Linked DNA regions of Mus musculus: all the other regions are linked to region 2. A link is a contact called in public HiChIP or PLAC-seq data. All regions are on one chromosome and are shown on one strand. Each heading gives the region's core, a stretch centred on a gene start, on an enhancer-like site or on the middle of the called end of the contact. The rest is flanking DNA. Distances are from core to core; before and after follow the strand shown. Region 1 overlaps Gm31686 (a long non-coding RNA gene). Region 2 overlaps Gm32328 (a long non-coding RNA gene). Region 3 overlaps Gm38809 (a long non-coding RNA gene).

Region 1 (3,820 bases), core at 1,122-3,621, 190 kb before region 2:
ACTAAGCCATTAACTTCACTGCTAAACAAAGAAATAAAACACTACATTAAAACCAGACTGAAGGAAAATGGCGGAGTGGCGCCACCTGGTGTCTATTTTCTTTTACAACAGCTGGTGCTTTCTGCGCCCCCTGGTGGTGCTATGCAGGCAGGAAACCCACCTTGCCTGTTCCTTTGCTTTGTGCTGTTTGCACAGGTAAAAACAGTCCCTTGGTGTACCTACTAAGCAAGATAGACGTGCAGTCGCCATATACAAACAGAACAAGTGAAAATACACTATTTCCCACTTATTGCAGGGCACTCTTCCTTTTGATGTATCTCAGATAAACCCTGACTTCTAATTTAAATAATGACATGTTTGTAAAGCTCTTTCTCTCCAAAAAACTCTATTGAGGAGTTTGATTTTTTTTTTTAAGTTTAGTACCCGTGTTAACTTTTACTTATTTTTTTATATCAAAATAAACTTTGATTTCAAAAATGTAAGAGATGGATGTGAGTATTTGACTCAGAAATGAGCCCCATTCCCTCGTGTCTCAGTTTACCTAAATAATGAGGATTAGTTCAGTCTACCTTCCTTCTTGTGAGGGAGGGAGGATGGCGCCATGGTCAAGGACAAATGAGATGACTGTTTATGGGAGCAATCGAGAAATGGGACAGGCATTATTTGTACAAAACAGAGGTAGTATTGTGTGGGGATTTTTTTTTCTAGCTGACTTCAGTTCCAGCCCAAATATCTATGGCTCCAGAATTTTTAATTGGTTAATTGTGGAAAAGCCAATGAATGGGGAAGTTAAAAGTCCCAGTCGAGTGCCAAGGTTTAGTGTGAGGCACATCATTCATGTGAGCATGGCACATCTTCCATAAAGCAGGGATGTGGCCACAATGCCTGCTCTGCTTCTAAAATCCTTTGGCCATTTTGCCACTGACATCTGTCCTTGGAATATTACGTGGTTTTCTTACAGATTCTTCCTAACTCAAACTCATCCTGACAGATGAACCAGGGAAGGCTGGTATTTCCAAAACACCTCTTGGTTAGTGTGAGTCTAATCACCTCCTTTCTCTGATTAAGGTTTGACCTAGCTACTCTCCGCCACTTCTTCTCAGGGCATCTATGGTGACTGCTCTAAGGTAGAATATCCCACACGTTCCATGCTCAGGGTCATTCTACCCACGCAGTGAAACTTCATACAGGTAGGACAGGCACAATCCATGTTTTGCAATGTACCATAGATCTCTGTGCCTCCATGTCCTCATCTGTGAAATGGGTACTATATTACTGACTATCACAGACTAAGGTGGCACTGAGTACACATCTCTGTCCCAGACACTGAGTAGCTGTCACTCTTCTGGTTCACAGAGCACACTCTAGAACTTAGAGTCACTTCTGAATTTGATCCCAATGTTCGTCTTGCTGTTTCATTTTTCATTTTCTAGCAGTCCAACATACATTCATTCCAACCCCCACCCCAAATACGGAGTTCAATATATGCTAGTTTAAACTTACAAATGTAAACAATTTATGAAGTGTATGCTTACCACAGGCCTGTATTTTATTTATGATCCAGTACTGAGTCCATCTCACGAACTATAATATAGTTATCATAAACTCGACAACATGTTGGTGGATCTTGCCTACTGGTATTTCATAGTTTCGTGTACACGTGTAATTTTGATTCATGGTATTTTCAGCTTACAATGGTTTTGTTGGGGACATAGTCCCGTTGTAAACCGAGGAGCATCTGTACTTGTGAATACGTTCTTCAGGCCTCTGCTGTAGCATTTCCTTAGGAAAAAAAAAGAAAAGAAAAAGAAAAAAAATTCACTTCTTCCTCTCTAGTGACCCCTGGTGGCCAGCATGGAAATGAACATGGCAAACAGTGTTAGATGTGAAGACCGGTCTCAGTGGCATTTTGAAACACCGCGTGTATCTTAGACAATGTCCTCCTCCTATCTCCCTCACACTGCTGCATCCCCTACACTGGGACCCCTCTCACACTCTAACATACTGCTGCCCATTCAATACCTACTGGCTACGTGCATTTACTGTGGCAGGTCAAACAATACCATCCTGAGAAATTCATGCAGATTCTAAAGACATCACATAGAGAGAACAATAAAATATGAAACATATATTTTATTATTTTAATTTGTATTGATTATATACTGAAATGATATACTGTCTGTGTCTTACAGAGTTTTTATCACCAGAGTAATTGTACTCTGTCATGCACTACTTTCCTGTGACACTTCTTGTCTTTAAGATTGGATCTGGCTATGTAAGCCTGGACTGATGAAGAACTGGGGTTGCAGGTGTGTACAAAGCCACCCCCTCCTTCTCCCAGGCTGGGGTTAAAACTAGTGCCTTGTGCATGACACGAAAGTCAGTTCAGCTAAACAAAGTCTTCAGTTCCCCTCCAGGGCACAGGTTTCTGACCAGGCTTCCAGGCATGGGCTCCCTCTTGTGGAGCAGGTTTTAAGTCCAATTAGAGAGTGCTTGGCTACCCCTATAATAGGAATTCCATAATTGCACATCTTGCCAGGCAGGTTGATCTTGTAGTTTGTAGGTTTCACATCTGGGTAAGAGCTTGGATGATCTTTCCCCTAACAGCCTGCGTAGAACTGTCTGGACTATGAAAGCTAGCTGGCAGGGAGAACAACCTCTTTAATGGCTGTATAAGTGTCACGTTTATGGGTGTATGTTCTCTATTCAGATAATCTGGGAATAAGCCATCGATTAAGCAAAATTGAACATAATACTTCAAAGCACCCTTTGCAGTTTCTGTGGCCACTACACCAGCTTCTGGCAAAAAAATAAATAAATAAAAAGATAGTCATAATTGTATGAGCAACATCCTTAGTGAACTCAGCTGTTTCTCTTTGCTCTCTCCTCATTCGTCAGGGAGGATTTTGATATTCATATCACAATTACAAGATAGAGTGATTTGGGTCCTTAAATTACATATGGAAGTTAACCTTTCACCTTGAACAGCATCCTAAGTTAAGAATAAATAATGATTGCATTAAGCCATGTGTGATCTTTTAAAGATGTGTTTTACTGTGTACAGGTATGTGTTGTCTGTCTGTGTCTACACATGGGCATGCATGTGCTCTCAGAGGCCAGTAGAGGGCGTCAGATCCCCTGCAGCTAAAGCTCTAAGCAGTCATGAGCTGCCTGTGACAGCAGAGCTAGGACCCCAGGAAGAACTCTTAACCTCTGAGCCATCTCTCTAGGCAAGCTAATGGAAATTATCTTAAATGATATTGGCTATTTGGTTAATATGGGTTTTTTTTTGAGATAAGTTCCTAGAAGCAGAATTGCAAAGTCAAAAGGTATATATGTTTTTAATGACTTTTGCTGAGAAATTGAACAGTCATTTTACTCTTATATTCCTTATGTAAAAGGCCAGGTAAGGCACTGAAGGTCGATTGCTCCTTGGTACCTTGAGGATGATAGTTCTATGCTGATGAATAATTCTGCTCACAGAATATACAAAAGAAGATGTTGCCTTTTAAGAATGATGGCTTTGGAATGGAGGTTTTTTTTTTTAACTGCATGAGCTGTGTAGGCACTTTCAAGAAATAAGGATTATAGAAAAGGGAGCAGCAAGTAGCTTGAGTGTGCCTGGGCAGAGCTTCAAAATTGAAGGGCGTTGGTTGTTATTGTGGTAGGGAGGCTCTGGTCCAGCCTGTCTGTCTGGGATATAACTCACACTCTGCGGATGGGCCACTTGGGCCACAGGCTGCATCTTTGAATCCATCTATGGATTCGCTCTGTAAATCTCACTACATACAGCTGGGCCAGGCTCTTTTCATCTATCACA
Region 2 (3,805 bases), core at 479-2,978:
CATCCATAGCACAGGATGCCCCAATCATGTGACAAATGTGCCCTCAGCTCCAGCATTTCTTGGTGACATTAACAAGCGGCAAGGTTTCTTTCTCCTGTTTTCCTGGACCAAGCTGTCTTGAAGCCTGTGGCTAGTGCTCGGTAGCTGAGCTGTGCAAATCCCCCACAGTGCATCTATTACTTCCAGAGCACTTGTCCTTGACCTTTAATGGCTCCAGCCTTGGCTCTTAGCACGTTTATCTGCATCACAGTCATTTCCTCTTTCAACACCCTTCACATCCCTGCTCCTCAGCTGCCTGTGGGTCATCGTGAAGACTCCTGACAGGAGCCGTGTTCATTCCCCCTAAGTCAGCTCCTTGTTTTAAAAGATTCTTCTGCTCTCCCCTCTATCCTCCCCAAACCTCAAAGCAACTGTTTCCTTGGGTTGAACTAGTACTTTGGAGGCTTGCTGGGCATGCCTGTTTGTCTACTTTCAATGCAAACACATAGTTTTCCAGATTTCTTTGCAAAATATACCTTGCACGATGCAAAAAAAAAAGAGAGAGAGAGAGAGAGAGAGAGAAATAATACTTCCTTTTTTAATTTTAAATTATAATGCATGGCCAAACAACTACACAGAGTACACACACAAACACACCACACACACACACACACACAGAGAGAGAGAGAGAGAGAGAGAGAGAGAGAGAGAGAGAGAGAGCTAGCAACATAACTTTCTAAATAACTTGCTATCTTTGAGTAAAAGAAGCAAGATGATAAGATGATTTAAGATGAGTTTTTTTTTCGACTGTTAAGAATAAATTTAGATTTTTTTCTTTTTATTTATTTATGTTTAAATCTATTTACATTTCAAGTGTCACCCCCTTACCTAGTTTCCTTCCAAAAAACCCCTATCCCATCCCCCTAGTTCTATAAGGGTGTTTCTCTACCCACCCACCCACTCCCACCTCCCCACCCTCGATTCCCCTACACTGGGGCATCTATCGAGCCTTCATAGGACCAAGGACCTCTCCTCCCATTGATGCATGACAAGGTCATCCTCTGCTACATATGCAGCTGGAGCCCTGTGTACTCCTTGGTTGGTGTTTTAGTCCCTAGGAGCTCCAGGAGTTCTGGTTGGTTGATATTGTTCTTCCTATAGGGTTGCAAACCCCTTAAGATAAATTTTAATCTTTGACATTTTCCTTGACACTTTATTTTGAGCAAGAACCTTCTTTTTTTTCCTTTACCTTTTATGTAGAACAATATAAGAGCCTTCTTTTTTAAAAAAAAAAATATTAGTGTGAAGCTAAAATCAATTAGAAAGTGAAAATGCTTTAAAATAGAGCTGTGCCCATCATGACAGCTTGAAAAGCAAAACAATGTATTCAGTCTGTTGCAGGCAGCTGCAGGCTGACTACATTAACAAGTTAGTGCAGGTAAATGTATTGCCTAGTTTAGGGTAACTAGTCTTGTCCATATATGCATGTAATGTAAAGAAAATACATACAATTAAGAGCAATTCTGCTCTTTTGAAGATAAAAAATGTCAAAGAAAGATGTTGGCCTAGGACACCATACTTCACACATTCTCTTGACCCTTGACAAAGATGATGTTGGAAAGGGGGAGTTAAAATCTCACCAGAATGCATTAGCCTTTGGTCGCAGGGCTGAGTCCTGTTATAACTCCATAAAAACTGTTTAAAAAACAAATTTCCGCAGCTGCAGAGCACAGCAGCTTCCAGCCACAGACCTCTCTACAGCCCTGCAGTCTGGGTGAGTCCCCAGGGTGCCCACTAAGTGCAAGTCCTGCCTAAAGAACGTCTCTAGTGTTAACAGCCTGTTTTTATTATATATTTAAAAAAAAACTATTAGATGGCCACCAAAAAGGATTTTGAAGAAAATAGCCTTTGTTTTAAGAACGTCATCTTTTATTAAAAGTTTTATGGGGAGGGAAAGGAGAGACCTACAGCTGAGCGTGTGGAGTGGGCGTGAGATGGAGAATGCCCAGGAGAGGACCGAGCTTACAGCAGTCCTTCATCGGTGTCCTCACCACAGAGTGAGGTCAGAGCCCCCCATTTCCTGGGATGAGATACTCAGTAGAAACGGTTTTGGCCCTTACCTTGTGCCCCGGTGAAATTCTCTGTCAACTGTGTCTACTGGCCGCTATCTGTGGACTGTGCAGATCCAACCAAGTTTGTTGACTTGTGCCCTCACAGCACAGCCAAGCCTCTGCTATGTGAGGATCTGGCCTGAGCACACTGGAGGGATAGTCTTGGAAAAGGACAGAATGAACTTATAGGAAAGAGTAGCAAAGTCTACAGAGGGTGGTGGGTCTGAAAGAGCAGGGACTATGGCAGCCATTCCCGTGGGGTGCAGTATGCTCAAGTCATCTGTCTGACAAATAGTGGATAGATATCTCCCCATATCAAGTGGACATAAGATTTGTAAGGCTGGATGGAGCGGAATGGTATGGCCCAGCCCATCTCTCGATTCCTGTATTACGGTGTCAGGATATTTTCATTGGTTATTGATTATTTGGGAATTTCACATCATGCACCCTGATCACACTCATTCCCAGTCCTCCCAAGTTCACCCTCCTCACCTTTGTGACCCCCCTCAAAAGAAAAAAGAAGAAAAATGGCCACTTTGTGTTGCCTATATACTCTCAATGGAGCATGGTCAAATTCCCAAGGGCCAGCCCCTTAAAGAAAACTGAGTCCTTCCCCATTCACACCCCTACCAGAAGCCATCAATAATGGAGAGTTACACTGCAGGATTTTTATCACAATTCTCAAGAGTTCTCTTCAATGGCTTTCTGTCTGGGCTGTTACTTTTCGGAGGTGGGTGTTGTCGTTGAAGCCTTCTATGTTCCTTTTTATCAACTGTGAGTCTACAGTCATTTAACAGCACCTGTTACACATGGGGACAAAGGGCAGGTTGGTTGCTTTGGGGTCTCGGGGGTGGAGTAGTTTTTTTTTTTTCTTCAGCCTTCCTCACATGAAGTTTGTGAGGAATGAAGTACATAAATATGATTCTACTAAAGCAGCCCAGGAAGCCCTTACAAGACTTCAGAGCTCAGACTTGATAGCTGTTTCCATAAAAATATTTACAGGAATGTTAATGCTCGCATGCTGATATTCTGATGAGGTGGAAGGAGACAGAGGAAAGACCATAAAACCTGGAGTCGGAATTGGGTTTGCATGCTAAACATGCTCACTCATAAGCATTGTAGCCACCAAGCTGTCTTGTGGAGACTCATTGAGCGTCTCTGTCACGTGACCCAGGCAGGTCCCTGGGTTGCTCCTGAGAGACCAATGCACTTAAAGGCAATTTGCCCTGCCGCAGACTATAGGCACAAGACTATAGGGTGTACCCTGTCATCCTGGTGAGTGAGTTGGCACTAAGTAGTAACAGACCATCAGCTCATAAACTAACGATCAGTCTGCTAAACATTAACTGCCCCAAAACTAATTTCCCTAAATGCCCACTTCATTGCATTATGCCTGATTTTTCAAGTTTACTAATGTGTTTAAAAAAAAAAAACAGAAAAACAAAAACCCTAGTTTCTTTTCTTGTGCTTCAGTGTTACCTCAGGAGGCTGGGGCAAAAGGATCATGTAAATTGAAGAGCAGCTCAAGCTATGGAGCAATTTCAAGGCTAGCCTGGACCAGGTTACAAGATGCTATTTCAAAAAAAAAGAAAAAGTTCTGTTCAACTATTCATTAACTCTAATGAAATTTGTCCTGGCTGGAATGATTTTTAACAGCTCTATTGAAATGAAATTTCCTCAATTATAGTTAATTACCTTTATTTTTTTGTCATTAG
Region 3 (3,922 bases), core at 758-3,257, 140 kb before region 2:
CACCCCACCAGTTCATGCCCAGTGCTTGGTGACAGTCTGATCCAACTGATGTCCTTGCTGTATCCAGCTGTTCTTCTTTCCTTTCTGGTTACTTTTCTTTGAAAATCTAAGAGGCCTCAAGCCTTGCCCTGAAAGTCACAAAAGCAGAAGCAGATCCCAGACAGCTCCTTTCTGGTCTCCTTTGCAACCCTGCTTAGTTGTTTACGCCTTGCACTCAGATCCTTCACTTTGTTCCAGCCCTTCCTGTGTTCTGAGTGTGACCTCAGAGTGCTGGATGGTTTTTATCCCTGAGCCGGCTGCTGTGCGGGGGGGTAACAGCACCCTTGTGATTTAATCAGAATCATGATGTCCCAGTAATCTCTAGGTCTGCCTTTTGTAGTAAATATTAACCTTTAGAGTGCCAGAGACAATGGTGGTCCACATGTCTAGAGTTTTTTTTTTTTTTTTTTTTTTTGTAGGAAAGAAAGAAAAAGTTACTGGTGGAAAATCATCTCAAGTTTGGAAGGTATTTCATCTGAATACACCAGTGTCATGTGGTTTAGGATTTATAGGGTTAATGCTTTCTCAGCCAAGAAAAACAAAAAAACAAAAAAACCAGACCATGGCTAAAACCAGACCATGGCTAAAACCAGACCATGCCCTTGGTGGGCTGGTGCTCTGACTGTTGATAAAATGTGTTATCCAAACCACAGCATCACAGGAAGCTGAAAAGTGACTTCAAGATCGAGAGACCTGGGTTCAGATCTAAACAGGCCACATGCCCTTCTCCTCTTGAGACTCAGTGCTCCCAGTGGTATAAGAGCTGTCTCTGACTTGAGAATGTTCGTGCACGTCGCATCAGCTAATACTTGGAAAGCACCCAGGGAGAAGACCAAATATGTGGTCAACTCAAGAAATTAGAGCTTTTTTTTTCTATTGTTTTCTTAAAGAAAAGGAGCTGGTTGTTTGGCTCTTTCTGTCTACACAGTACTGAGAAAAACAACATTAGCTGAGCTCACATCAGATTGTTATGGTAACTGTTGTGAGAGAGGCAACCACATAACATGTGCTCTAAACCAAGACATCTTGAGAATGAAATATGTGATATTAATCATTACTACAGGGCATTTGATAAACAGGTATTTTCTGAATCAGTGTACCAGTTTTTATGGAGGAGGAAAATAAATTTTATGGAGGAGGAGTGTGAAGTGACTTAGCAAAGCTCACAGAAGCTAATAATAAAGGACAATCCTGTGGAATTCTGGTGTCCTTAGTAAGCACAGGACCCATTCTCTTCTGTCTCTTCTCCTGAAAAGATCTCACATTGCCATCTCTCATCTTTGACTGTAATTTGAACCAGAACTAAAGAGTCTGTGTAGATCAGTCTTCTACAGGAACAGCTGCCAGCTGTCTAACTTTAGCCCCTCATGCTGCTTCTCTGAGCTATTTTGGGTTTTCTGGTTTTGTTTTGTGAAGCAAGAGTCTCAATCTATATACATCAGGGTAGTCCTAAACTCATAGCAACAGTCCTGCCTCCCACGTAGGCCACCATGCCTGACCAGGCCATTTTCATTTATTATTCACTTGTGGCTTGAGAGCCAGAGGGGTAAAGCAAATGCCTCCACCTTCCACAAAGGAAGTTCCTTTATTTTTGCGTTTGCCTACTTATTTTGTGTGAATGTGCACATGCACGGCTGCAACATACATCTGACTTTCATGTGGAGGTCAGACAATAACTTGCAGGTATTTGTTCTATTATTCTACAGTGTGAATCTTGGGGACTCTAACTGGAGTTGTCAGGCTTGCTGGCAATCATTGTAGCACACTGAGTCACCTCTCCAGCCCACGGAGATCCTCTCATCTCACTCTGAGTTATTCTCTACTCTGTTTTCCTCTGAGCCGCTGGTCCACCTTCAGTTCTTACCCAGGGCATCCTTCCAACCATTTCCCCAAAACATCACACCAGGACCTACTTAGGTCTCCATCCCCTGTACATTGCACACATGATTGCTCATCTTTCGTCCCTGATGCGTGCAGGACACATATGAGTCATGAACTGCTCTCACTTCTGGTGTTGAGTTATTCAGGCATGCAAACCCTGCCTGTTGCAGAATGGAAGTTTAGAGACAACTGCTCCAGAAGATCTGAAGGCACAAGGCTTCCCGGGGACACCATCAACTTCTCTCTCTAGTGAAGCGCGTGTTTTCCATCCACAGTCCCAGGAAAGTGGAACTGGATGAGCACAGCTTCTTTAGGCTTGTGCTTTTGTATATCAGTGTCATGGTTCTGCCCTACTAAGCCTTTTTGCCTTGAAAACGATAGCACAGTTATCTGCACACATCTCTCTGCACTTTATGGTCTGGTGTTCCCATAAAGATGACAGGCAGAGCATTTCAGAAGCCTTGGGTTCTCAGGCCATTTCCTGTGGAAGCAGAGAAGAAGGCATCAAAGCAAACCCTGACTGAGTCTCACTCTGCCCCATCATGCGGTTGGTTCAAGAGCGAGCAAGACAGTTTCTGGGGCAGCAGTGAAGCTCCTAGAACTAGTGAGCAGTAGCTGCTGGAAGGCTCCCTTGCTACTCTTAGGAGCTGGCCCAACATCCTTCCCACTCTCCATGGTGTGTGTGTGTGCTCTGCACATGGGTTTATCTCTAGGCTTAAAATATGTGGGAATCTGTCCACATCTCTGATTAGAAGACCATCTTCCAAAGAAGCGACTCTGGCATTTAGATGGCAAGCTGCATTTACTTAGAAGCCAGTTGAAAACAACTGAGATTAAGCCGGTGTGAGAAGATGCCAGTTTAAGGATGCCAGTTAGGGAAATGATTTGAATTGTGTGCTTAAAGACATGGACTGATGTCAGATCTGAATTCAAGTCCCATCCTACAACCCTGCAGCCGTAGGCAAATTATCTGACCTTTCTACCTCAGTTTCCTCCCCTATACATTAGGAATAGAGCCCTGCAGGCCTGGCTCTCCTCTAGTTGGGCACAGAGGCTCTGCCTCTAAAGCAAGATCTTGCAGCACTTCTGCAAAGAATGCATCAAAGACCCATAGAACCAAGGAGGGGGGAATCCTCTTAGGACTGTTAGGTGTCCCTTCATAATGACATCAACAAACAAGAAGTACTAACATATATGTCAAACATACATGAGATTGCCCATTTACTCTCAGCCACAGAGAGTCTAAGCTTAATGTGTTTAGAAAATCCTCAGGGCCCCTATGCATCTGGTGTTTGCCCTGCCCCCCTCTTTCTTTCACTCTACACTCCATCTGACAGCTAGAGGAGGCAGGGGGCTCAAGTTTCATGGCTGGGCCTGAGGCCCTCCAGGTATATTACAACTGGTCCATTTCATGTGAAATCTTCCAGCTTGACCAAGAGTCAGTGACCTCAAGCGCAGCCATTTAACCTCCATTACTTGGTTTATATTGGTAATATTTACATGGGAACTTGATTAAAGCTGACCTTTGGAGAAAACAGAATTCAATGTGTATTTGAAACCTCTCCTCTTTCTCCAGCCCATGTCAGGCGTCATCTGTTTCGCTTCTCCCCTAATTGGTGCACTGGCCTCCACTGTGTCTACCTCTCCCCGAGGGTTCTGCACTGCTTTCCGTTTGGGTCTGTGCCTTGTCGCCCACAAGCAGGCTTAGAAATCTGCAGGGTTAGATCCCCAGCTTGGTTGCAGTTAAAGACAGTTTGTTTTAAATAGATCCTTCCACTCTGTGTTGCAGAAAAAGCTCCAAGGAATCTTTCCCACCGTGTGTGTCTCAGCAGGACTGTGGCGGTCCCTGTCACAAGGACAACCAAGGTCCATGGGAAAGGAAAGCAACAGCCATCGCTTCAGAGTGCAACTTATCTTCCAATATCAAAAATCTTATCCATATTGCTTTTTAGTGCAGGATAATATGTCTGTAAAACTGAAAGAGAGGCTATTTGACAGCATG

Evidence for each region. HiChIP or PLAC-seq counts read pairs in DNA pulled down with a chosen protein or histone mark.
Region 1: an H3K4me3 HiChIP or PLAC-seq map of pro-B cells shows a contact between it and region 2, with 5 times the contacts expected there. The contact joins two enhancer-like sites. A contact is called at or near these places in 2 of 15 datasets of contacts at CTCF or cohesin (large pre-B cells and pro-B cells), 5 of 115 datasets of contacts at active chromatin or transcription factors (bone marrow-derived macrophages, embryonic stem cells, fibro-adipogenic progenitors and 2 more) and 1 of 9 other capture datasets (embryonic tail).
Region 3: an H3K4me3 HiChIP or PLAC-seq map of pro-B cells shows a contact between it and region 2, with 3 times the contacts expected there. The contact joins two enhancer-like sites. A contact is called at or near these places in 1 of 484 Hi-C or Micro-C datasets (liver), 5 of 115 datasets of contacts at active chromatin or transcription factors (the 230-238 cell line, bone marrow-derived macrophages, embryonic stem cells and 2 more) and 2 of 9 other capture datasets (embryonic stem cells and embryonic trunk).

The regions. Positions count from the first base shown.
Region 1 is chr6:50,937,185-50,941,004 of GRCm38.p6, forward strand. Gm31686 (a long non-coding RNA gene) reads right to left here. Exons shown (of 4, transcript XR_377658.3): 3 at 1,536-1,782. Among named protein-coding and RNA genes, the nearest start is that of Gm31686, 5.3 kb to the right of the region's middle. Within about 2 kb of position 2,372, at least 17 of the 459 cell types and tissues checked have an H3K27ac peak or open chromatin away from gene starts, as enhancers often do. A contact at or near this core is called in pro-B cells, where this site is marked.
Region 2 is chr6:51,122,928-51,126,732 of GRCm38.p6, forward strand. Gm32328 (a long non-coding RNA gene) reads right to left here. Exons shown (of 4, transcript XR_377663.2): 4 at 1,820-2,890. Among named protein-coding and RNA genes, the nearest start is that of Gm32246, 17 kb to the right of the region's middle. Within about 2 kb of position 1,729, at least 5 of the 459 cell types and tissues checked have an H3K27ac peak or open chromatin away from gene starts, as enhancers often do. A contact at or near this core is called in pro-B cells, where this site is marked.
Region 3 is chr6:50,978,569-50,982,490 of GRCm38.p6, forward strand. The region is part of intron 2 of Gm38809 (a long non-coding RNA gene); the gene reads right to left. Among named protein-coding and RNA genes, the nearest start is that of Gm38809, 9.7 kb to the right of the region's middle. RefSeq lists an enhancer at 2,503-3,762. Within about 2 kb of position 2,008, at least 48 of the 459 cell types and tissues checked have an H3K27ac peak or open chromatin away from gene starts, as enhancers often do. A contact at or near this core is called in pro-B cells, where this site is marked.